Regions from separate parts of the Mus musculus genome. Here region 1 is linked to region 2. A link is a contact called in public Hi-C data. All regions are on one chromosome and are shown on one strand. Each heading gives the region's core, a stretch centred on a gene start, on an enhancer-like site or on the middle of the called end of the contact. The rest is flanking DNA. Distances are from core to core; before and after follow the strand shown.

Region 1 (5,412 bases), core at 1,246-3,745, 4.2 Mb before region 2:
TATCTGGAGTTAGAGGAGTCCAGCTGCAGCAGGCTATGCAGGTGGCAGCAGAGCAGGTAGAGCTGTGTGGCCTGGAGGTGCTGCGAGGCTTCCATGGCGCTCCAGATCTTCTCCGGGATCTCCAGCAGCAGCTTAATCTGGGCGGCCATGCTGTAGAACTTCTCGGACGGCGGCTGTGGCTGAAGGGCAGTAGACCGTCAGAAGAGCAAATAAAAAGCACAGCTCCGTTTACACAGGCCTGGGGGAGAAGCTGGGGAATGCTTTAAGATCTCAAGCTTTTCCGTGTGTGGTATCGCACACCTTTGATCCCAGCACCCAAGGGGCAGTGGTGGGCGGATCTCTTGTGAGTTAGACACCAGCCTGGTCAACATAGTGAGTTCCAGGCTAGCCAGGACAGCACAGAGAAACCCTGTCTTTAAAACGAAAACAAAATCTGACGTTTTCATAAAGCCACACTCAGTACCACTCAGCTTGCAGGGCACTTATGTCCGACCAAATGGCATCTCACCATCTGGTTATTGGTAGGAGGGCGGGGCATCTCGCCATCTGGTTATTGGTAGGAGGGCGGGGCATCTCACCATCTGGTTATTGGTAGGAGGGCGGGGCATCTCGCCATCTGGTTATTGGTAGGAGGGCGGGGCATCTCGCCATCTGGTTATCGGTGGGTGGAAGGGAGACTTCCTACAAGCTTCCTCCTTCCTCTCCTTTCTCTTTAAGGTCACCAAACATTTCTCGTTGACTGTTCTTTACCACCCCTGCACCAGATCTTCATCTGGCTGAGACTTCAGGCCTCTCATCTGCCCTCTCACCTCGAGTCCGTCTTCAGTAGTGGTGTGTGGGGTGCCGGTAAAGGAGGGGAACTAACTCTGGCTCTTTTGTGTTCCTCCCCATCTGCTATGGGAGGCAAGCAGGCCTGCAACGGACGTCAGATGCTAACAGTTTGATCTCGGACTTCCCAGGCCTATTCCTGAGGGAAAATGAATGTCTACTCTTTATGAACTATCCAGTGTTAAATCTTTTGTTACAGCAGCATAGCTGGCCAGAGACGTCAATGTTCCAAATCTCAGTTGTCCTTACTGGGGAGGAGCCACACCTAACTCACTCCTTCCTTCCGAACTATTACATTAAATGGACATGTGGCGATTAATCACCTTTATGCTAAACTATTTTCTACTGCCATTCTAAATTATTCATATTTTAAAAATTCAATTTCCCAAGAATTTCTTTCTTTAATTAGAATGTAAACTTCAAGAACATCTTGGGAGGCTCCTGTTTATGATTTGAACGGAGAGGGCATTCCCCCAGAAATGCACCAGCCATAACCATGAAAATCAATCCATTTCTAAGACTGGGCTTACATAGTTGAAGCTAGCCAGCTAAGTCTGTCCATTTGGGAAGGGGGCTGTACTTAATGTGTAGCTTAGGGAGTGACAGGCTGACAAAGTTCCAACCTTCTTTGCCCACGTTCATTATACTGCCCTAGTTTTTTTGGCTTGGATTTTCTGACACCTAAGTAGCGCAAGAAAGCTGGCTCCACATGTGGGCTAGTGTGCTTTTGTAATTTCTTCTTCTGTTACAGTAAGTTCTCCTAGGTTAAAAACTATTTACCCTCGGCGCCCTCTGCTCATTCCTAAGCCAACACCCAATGTCAGAATTCGATCCGCATCGGGTCTTAAACGTTTCATGGGAGGACATCAGGATACCCTGAGTTTTTTAAACCAGCCTGAAATGAAACTGCTCACCTATTAAAAGGGGGAGGGTCTGACGGCTGAGGCTACCCTCCCCCAATTCTCCAGGCTCGGTCGGGCTCAGGGTGGGATGGGGAATGAATGAATGACTTTGACAGGAAGGTGTGAGCTAACGGGAGAGATCTGACAGTCGAGAGACCCCTGGCGTTTTCAGTTAAAAGGGAAGGAGAGCGCAGCGAACCCACGGGAGGCGAGGGAATCGTCCGGAAGTCCGGGAAGGCTCCCGGAGCAAAAGGCCGGCTGGCTTTTCGGCAGCGGACCAGCGTCCCGAGGAAGGCCCGCAGACGCCTCCCGGTAGCCCGCGGCGGCGAGGGGCGGGCTCCTCCGGCGGAAGGTGAGGGGTGGGGTCCGCCGGGCGGCGGGGGCGGAGGGACGTGGCGGGTTCGGATCCCGGACTGACCTGCGGGGCCCGTGGGACCCGGGGCGCCACGGAGCCGGCCTGGCGGAGGCGGGCGCAGTATTGATCGGTGGCCTGCACGGCGTCCACCAGGCCCTCGGCGCAGCGGCGCATCTGGCCGATGGTGTCCGCCGCCTCGATCAGGTCGCGGTACCGCTCGCCCACCATCTGCCGCAGCTCCTCCTTCTTGTGTTCGATCTCGGCTCGGACCTGGCGCTCCAGCCCGCGGATCTCCTCCGCTCCATGAGTCTCGAAGAGCGCGTTGGGATCGCGCAGATCCAGCCGCTTGAGCGCGGAGGAGGCGGTCGCGGCCGCCATGGTGCTAAGCCAGGGATCCGCCGGCCGCTTCCGCCTGCCAGCCCCGCCCCGCCCTCCCGCCATCATGGATGGGGGCGGAAGTGCTTCCGCCAGGTCGGGAGCCTCGGTGGTCCCAGGGACTGAGCCTCGGTGGCAGTGCTGCTCTCCAGAGCTTATTTTTTACTGTTACAATCTCCCTTCTCTCTCCTTCACTCTTCCTTCCTTCCCTCTTCCTCCCCATTCTCACCCTATGTAGGTGGAGTACGTGCGACAGAAACAGATGCGCGCGGAGGTCATAAGTTGCAGGAGGCTCACTCCTGCCATGAGGATCTCAGTATAGAATTTTAGATGGAATTTTATCGGCTTTGGCGGCAATCGCCTTTGCCTGCTGTGCCATCTCGCCTACCCTGAGCGCTCGTTTCCTTAGAGAAGCGAAATAGTTAAGGTTGTACTTGGTGGTCAAAGTCTTAGTGGCCCGGAGCCCCTTGCGTCGCACCCAAACCCTTTCCTGGGGAGGGAAGAGCTTCACCGTGGGGTTCATTATGGTAAAGATGCACGTATGGTCGTGTTGCTGTCGGTCTTACATGCATGCACGCTTTTGCCTTCGATAGACCATCACAGCAACCAGGACTGGGCCTTGGGACTCTTCCCTTAGGACTTGGCAGCTGGAGATCTGAGTGACGGCTGTGGTCCACCTTGTTACCTGGGTCTTCTATTTTATTTAAATATTGTTTAGTGGCCACAAAATGGGTTTCCCTGTTACAGGCCTCCTGTGGTGGAGAACGATGGGGAGTCCATGATGCCAGAGGATTGGACATCCTGAGATTGACCCAGTAAGAAAACCTGGACGTTCTGGCTTGCTGTTCATAAGTCCGTTCAGGGCCCTTCGTTTTGGAAAAGTTTGCTGAAGAATTCTTTCCTATGTTAACACAGAGAAAACAGTATTGTGTGTTCAGCAGCCCTGTACCACAGACAGCCTCTGGGTTTTCTCTCCCGTTCACCACTGCCACTACTTCGAGGCAAATGTCACAGCAATAGATTGATATCTAAATAAGGGGGTTTACTTACGACATTCCAGCAAGAAGAGTCCCTGCTCTATGCACAACTGAAGCCCAGGGAATTTTACTTACCTCGGGGAAGGGGGTTAACTCAGAACTCAAGCCACTTGGCTTGAGATACCGCCTACGCGTCAGAGTTCCCCCAGCACAGCGCGCCCCCTGGTGGCGCAGCGGTGACGTGCAGTCCTTTCTATAGTCCCGCGCTACCGGCTGCTTTGGTGCTGTTTTGCTTCTGAGCCTGCAGAATCTGTCTTCCGTGTTTGGAAGCGCTTCTCTGTCAGGCAGAAACTTTCCCCAGGACTTCTTGCACCTACTGTGCCAGCCTGGGGCCTGGGACTGGTCCACAAGACCTTCTTGGGCCTTTGAAGGCAGCGATGCCCTGGTGCAGGGATTTCAGCCTTGTAGAGGCTAGGTCTCACCCACAACACCTAGTGTGCAGGACTGGCAGGGACAGTGGCTGCAGCTGTAGTTTCAGGTGCCAGCGCTGGTGATGGGTATCTGCAGGTTGGATCACCCTGTGGTATACCTTGGATTAGGAATGTTCGCCCTCTCTTTGCTCCTGTCTCTTCAGCTTAGTTGCACATCCTGCCCAGCAGCTCACTGTGTTATCAATACATCCATTTTCTCTGAAAATCAGAACCGTGGTCTGTAGCTTGCCCTGGGAGCCTAACACTTATTCCTCAAGCTTCCAGTTCCCCAAGAGTTAGTAAGCTAACACCTTTCCTACACTGAGGGGAACACGATAGGCTATGATCAGTTCCATGTGGGACTAGGGGCTTCTTGTATGATGGCTTTGGCAAAGGCCACTCTGCCCAATGTGTTTTGAGACCGGCATTTGCTTTTCCGTCTTTTGTGCTGTTTCCTTGGCTGAGTTCATCAGACCTGCCTGAAGATGCTACGGTTGCCTCTCTGCCTGCAGAAGAACTGCTGCTCGGGGCTGTTTCCAGATGTCTTCTCAGCCTGGGCACTGGGAAAGCTCCCCAGGCCTTTGGGAGATGTGTCCTTGGCTCTGCTCTCTAAGGCTCCAGGTTTTACTTCTGCACCCAGAGAGCAGCCCCCTCCTTTCCTGATGCTGTCTGCCTATCAGCCAGAACTATCCAAACCAGCAACTGGGCCAAGAGCTCAGCCCAAGCAGCTAGAGGAGTCACTGTGCCAGGATGTTGGGGACAGACATTGCTTAAGCTCAGGGGTGCTGCTGTCATTTAGTGTAGTTTATGACCAGGTGTAAGTATGTGTCGAGTGAAGCTTTGATTTAATTTAATTTATTATTACTTTATTTATGAGTGTGCGTTTGTGTGTCTGGGCATGTTTGTGCGGTGCCTACAGAGACCAAAAAAGAGTTCAGATCCCCTGGAGCTGAAGTCACGGGAGACTGAGCAAGAAACCAAATTCCAGTCCTCTGTAAGAGCAGCCAGCACTCTTAACCGCTGGGCCATCTCTCCAGCCCCTTCAGTCTGAGTTCTAGTATCAGTCCTTCATCCTTCTAGCTTCAACCTTTAAGTTGTAGCTCTTGAAATCAAAGAGGCATTCCTCCATAACCCTAGCTGTCATTTAGAGCATCACTGGCCCTTTGCATCTTTCCTCTCTGCTTCTCACAAGGATCCCACGCAGAGGCGGCGTTACAGACAGCTAAGGTTCCATCGAACTGAGTAACCTAGGTGAGGTCACCAAGCCTGTCGATGGTGAGGCCTGTTGTCAGGGTGTCAGCTGCCAGCTGGACCTAGAGTCACCTGAGAAGAGTGATGCTCAAATGATGAATGGCCTTGCTCAGATTGGCTTGTGGGTGTGTCCATGAGGCACTTTGTAAGATTGCTAATTGATGTACAAAGGCCTAGCCCACTGAGTCTTGCTGCTCCTGGGCATGTGGACTCGGGTGCTATAAGAGAGGTAAGCAAGCCAGTAAGCAATGTTC
Region 2 (5,353 bases), core at 2,124-4,623:
CATCACTAGCTGTTCCTCTCCAAATACCTAAGTCCCTCAGAGCAGTTTCTCCTCTCTCCTTTCTACCGACTGACTATCAAGTGGGAGTCAAGACCACAAGATAAACGCACAGCCCCTCTGCCTGGATACTTCAGTTAACAGACGTGAGCTTCTCTGTCAACTAGAGAAACGGATATTAGCGTTTTAAAAGCAAGAACTAACTATAATAGGATCTAGGCCACTCGAGCAGAACAGAAACCCTTAGGTAGGTGTCTAGTAGGTGCAATGGAAAAAGGGGAGGTGGAACCCTGAGGGGCTGAGGCCTTCCCTAATAGCCTCTCAGATACTCTCTTCTTCTGAGGCTATCCTGAAGACCCAGCAGCCCAAAGCAGGCTTGCAGGACCCTCCTTCTGAGCTCCAGGGGAGCCTTCTTTCAGACTGCTTCCCAAGATGAAGTTCTCACAGGCTGGTAAAAGCCACGAGCTTATTTGCAAGCCAGGGTCATATCTGCCTAGCAACCCAACCCAAAGACTATAAGTGTGGACAGGGAACAGGCAGGCCAACTTTGCACAAAGGAATCTATTCTCATGCAAATGACCCTAAGGGCTAGAAAAGAAAGACAGAGAGAGAGAGAGAGAGAGAGAGAGAGAGAGAGAGAGCGCCTGGGGCAGCTCTGAAGAAGCTGTTTCCCCACACCCCCAAGAAGATGCTGAGGGACTCTCACAACAAACTTAGTGCCTTGTCTGCTGCAGAGGAAGAGGGGACTCTGCCTGCGCCACACAGAGATTCCCACTGACCTACAGAAGAGGACAACCGTACAGCCCGGCCCTTAGCTTAATTTCCTGATTTTTCTGGTCCTGTACTCCAGACTGCAAAGGTCTCTTTGTTCTTATTTAGGACTAAACAAAGTTAGTTCTGTCTGGGGGCTTTGATTAGCATGGTAATGCAGTACTGAGGAAGGGAGAAAAACAGGGGCTTTCATCTTTTCCCTGGATCACTAGGCTTCAAGGGAAAAAGGTGAGGCCCGGCTCTGACCAGCAAAAGTCATCAGCCTGTGGCCAGCAAGGCTGGATTCCAGCCACCTCTCCTTATCCAGACACCAGGGGTCCAAGTCAATCTGCCTCATCTCTACAAGGGGAATCATTGTACCACACCAGGACAAGCCAAACCTGATGGAGCGGACCTATAATTCCAGCACTTAGGTGAATTCCGAGGATCGGGAATTTAAGGTCATCCTCATCAGATTTTATCTCAAAAACCCAAATAAGTCAGGCATAGTGGTCCATGCCTTTGGCAGGTCTGAATTTGAGAGCTGCCTGGTGGCTATCCTGGAACACAGAGAAACCCTATCTGGAAAAACAAAACAAAACCAACACATCAAATCACATGGGTGCTACTTAATTCAGTATCGGAACCAACACAGATGTAAAACAATGAGTTATAATAAAATAGCAATAATACACTTTTTTTTTTTTCAAGACAGTCTTTCTCTGTGTAGCCCTTGCTGTCCTGGAACTCACTTTGTAGACCAGGCTGTCCTTGAACTCAGAAATCCGCCTGCCTCTGCCTCCAAGTGCTGGGATCAAAGGCGTGCACCACCACTGTCCCCGTGAAGTAATACATTATTAATAATTAATTCTACCTGGCTGCTGTTACTGCCCTCCACAGCCTGGTTTTATCCAGTCATTCATTCATTGATGTCTAGGACTTTGGGCACTATCTAAGTTTTAAACTCAGAGGTTGAGAAAACTCAAGAGGTAGGCATCACGGCACATGCCAGCGTTTTCAGTGCTTGGGAGGCACAGTCAGAAAGATTGCAAGCCCAAGATCAGCTGAGCTCCATCTTTAAAACGTGTCTTAAAATCGTGCCATTTCCAGCCAGGCAGAGCGTATTGTGCCTGTAGTCACAGCTACAGTGCAGGATGAGGCTGGTGGACGGGTTGAAGCTAGGCGGTGCAGACCAGTTACAGACAGACCTTGGTTAAGAAAAAGAAGCCTGCGACAGGCGGTGGTGGTGCACGCCTTTAATCCCAGCACTCGGGAGGCAGAGGCCAGCCTGGTTTCAAAGCTGTCTTGAAAAAACCAAAAGAAAAAGAAAAAAGAACCCTGCGATCCCATCACTTTGGAGGCCGAGACAGGAGGATCTTCAGTTTTAGGTTAGTCTTGGCTTGGCTAGTGAGATCGTGTTTTTTAAAAACAAACAAACCAGGATTTGGGGGGGGGGGGGTCAAATATAAGTTTGAAGCCAGCGTGGACTACACCTGTCTGGGATGGGGTAAAGGTTTAATTATTCCCACAAATTTGCCAGTTATTATTCAGTGGTAGCCTGGCTGGACTACAGTGACCAGAGTAACACACTCTGCACCAATACACCTGCCTCCTCACTTAGCCACACCAGAGCCTATTGACAGCACTGGGTGACTGCATTCCCAAATCCTGGGGGAAATGACAGAGCAAGGAAAGGTTTTTATTAAAATTTTGAACCGGTGCTCCTCCCGGTGGGTGGCGACCCTTCAGGCACACTCCCAAAGTAGGTTCTCTGCAGTTTCTAACATCAGAAAGACAATCTCTGAGCCACAATCAACCGACGTGGGTTGCCTAAGTCTGAGGGGGGAAGGGGGGGGAATGCAGAGGAACAGGGCTTTTGCTGTGAGGCAGTACCCAGTTTTTCTCCAGAGGTGTGAGATGGAGTCCAGGAAACCAACTTTGCGCCCCCTCTGGCTCTGAACAGTCCCTAATCCTCAGACACGCGCTGTCCTCAGGAATAACTCGGGCTTCTCCGGAAGCATCCATTTAGTTCATAGTGACCTTTGGGATCAGGGGGCTTGGAGGTTTGGGGGTCTCGATCCCCCCAGAAGCCTCCTGGGGGGGGGGGGGGTTAAGGCTGCCGTGCACCTGTGCTCACGCCGCCTCCCGCCTAGGCGGGTGCGCGCGCACGGAGAAGCGGAGATGCTGACTCAGCCAGGCTTCTCCCATCTCTTTCGCGCAGCGCGGATGCTGGCGGCTGGTGGCTGCTGCGGCTGCAAACAAGGCAGCACGGGGAGGGGAGGCGGGGGAACACGACAGTGCACCGGCAGCAACCCAGCCGCGGGCTCCTTAGGGCCCATTGCGGCACTTCCCCCCGCATGCCCGGAAGGGGAACTGGCGGGGCGCGCGAGTTGACGAAATTTGGGGGGGAAGTGGTCTCTAGAGGAGGAACTCGGGATCCCGCGCGTGCTCCGCTCACACCCAAACTGGAAGGAACCTGTTCAGTCCGGGACCAGGGACGCGCGGGACCAGCCCAAACGCGCGCCTCCCCTGCCCTCCCAACCCCCCCTCCCCAGCCTCCTCACTGGCTCCCCAAATCCTCAGGGCGCGGGCGGACCCGGGAGCTGCGCTCGGAGAGGGGGTGCAGGGGCGCACTCGGTCGCCCCGGGCTCGATCGCGCTCCCGCTCGCACTGCAGCTAAGTGCCGGGGTCCGATCGGGCCGGGATCACACGGGCACGCGCGGATGAGGGGATGAGGGCGTCGGGCCAAGGACCCCAGAGGCGTCGGCGGGGATGGGCGACCCGCGATGACAGCGCGGTTACCTTCCGTGACCCCCAGCCCCGGCAGCCGGCAGGCGGGGCGCGTGCCTTGCGCGGCCCCGATCCACGTGGGCCCGCGCGCGCGCACCAGGCCGGCCCCCTCCTTGCAGGCGCTCGGCGCTCCCAGCACATGGTCGGCGGCGCGCCCCCGAGGCCGGCGGAGACCGGCTGCAGCCGGTATAGGATAAGAGATAGGCAGAGAGAAGCGGGGCCGGGGCGCGGGCGGCGGCACGCACGGCCCGGGAGGAGGCGACAGGGTTGGGGGGCGGGGGGAGGGTGTGGCTCGGGTGGCCGAGGCTGGCGTGGGTTGGGGGCCAGGGTACTCCAGGCTCCCCGCCCGGAGCCAACTTGATAGAGACTCTGGCCCACGCCCTAAGGGGTTAAACCTTTTTCTCATGTTACGGAGCGGTTTATAAGAAGGCTCCGGAGGCCCAGCCTCCGCCTTATTGGGTGCCTTTTGGGGTTTATTCTCTTCCCTTCTAACTTGGTGAGTTGGTTTTATTATTTTACACGCTTAAAAGTTTGATTGTGGGGTATGGGTGTTTGTTTGTTTGTTTTTTAATATGTGTTGGGGCCTTTTTTTTTTTTTTAAGGGCGGGGAGGAGGAAAGCTTTTAACATTTTAAAGAGGTTAATCCGAAAAATATTCTGACAGTTGGGAGTGTTCGGAGCCACTGGGATGACGCGCTCGGGCAGTTGTGGGCAACTGAGAGTTGAATGTCCATGACCCTAAGTATAGATGGGTTCCAGGAAATACCTTAAAGGGTGCCCTGGCCTTTGATCGTCCCCAACCCGGGGTGAAAGGAGCCAGGCTGTGAGGCGAGTCCGGCGACCGTCTCAGACCCTCTCTGGATTTTCCTCATGAAGTTGCCGGCGCGTCAGCAGAGCGAAATGTCAGAGAGGTACCTTCCTTCCCCGGGCTCGCGCGCGCACCCAAGGCGGCCACTGAGGCAGCACGAGGGAAAAGTGGAACTTCGGGTCTCCATCCCTGTTACCCCCCTCCCCAGGGCGGTCCCGGAGAGAGACAGATTTCCCTTCGGAGCGTGGGTCCCACACCTTGCCGGGCTGCACTGTCACCCGCTTGCTGCCTGCTGGTCGGTCCCGCACAACTTCCAAGGTCCGCCGGGCTACCAGCGGCAGCAAAGTGTCGTGCAGCTGAACGGCTCCAGGCGTGGGGGGAGAATGATTTTAAAGAGGAAATAGGTTAATTTCCTTCTGGGTTGTTCTCAATCCCTGCACCGCAGCAGACAAGTGATAGAAGTTTGTTAGATGGCGTGTAAAAATGTCATCGAACAACAGGGTAGGGGGGAAGATCGTAGGAATTGAGGAACCCATTACAACTCCTTAACCTGGAAGCTGGTGGTTTGTACAGCTAGGCACTGTGCTGGCTGCTTTTGACGGGAAGGGGATTTCTACCTTAGGATTGAGATTTCAGCCTCTGGTGATCTGACTGGTTTTTTTTGTTTGTTTGTTTGTTTGTTTGTTTTGTTTTGTTTTTTTTACAAACCATTCTGATGAGTGTCTAGCTACAAGAAAGTGCCAGTTCCTATACTAAGGTCTTCCCGTGTGCCAAGCACTGTTAGGTGGCTCGGGGGTTGGGGAGAATACAGTGGTGAAACACCTTTCCTGGTAATTAAGGGACCAGCGGCACCCGGCACCGTCAAAGATAGAAACTGACAGTATGTAAATAAACAATGCAGTCAAGTGGAAAACTGGTCTTAATGAGTACCACTGGCCCTGAGTTTTCCTTCTGCGGTTTCCAGAAACAGGACTTTTCCTCAGTGGAACTCCAGAGGAAGACACTTAAA

Evidence for each region. A called contact is a pair of places that touch in the nucleus more often than the background predicts.
Region 1: a contact with region 2 is called in a Hi-C map of B cells, with 6 read pairs. The contact joins the promoter of Cog1 here to the promoter of Slc16a6 in region 2. A contact is called at or near these places in 1 of 39 promoter capture datasets (pre-B cells) and 1 of 484 Hi-C or Micro-C datasets (B cells).

What each region holds. Positions count from the first base shown.
Region 1 is chr11:113,646,612-113,652,023 of GRCm38.p6, reverse strand. Cog1 (component of oligomeric golgi complex 1) reads right to left here and starts at 2,495. Exons shown (of 14, transcript NM_013581.3): 1 at 2,149-2,495; 2 at 1-179. The coding sequence starts at 2,463. It also overlaps a transcript of Slc39a11 not described here.
Region 2 is chr11:109,471,618-109,476,970 of GRCm38.p6, reverse strand. Slc16a6 (solute carrier family 16 (monocarboxylic acid transporters), member 6) reads left to right here and starts at 3,373. Exons shown (of 6, transcript NM_001029842.2): 1 at 3,373-3,723. The coding sequence starts at 3,479. Arsg (arylsulfatase G) reads right to left here and starts at 3,597. Exons shown (of 14, transcript NM_028710.3): 1 at 3,550-3,597.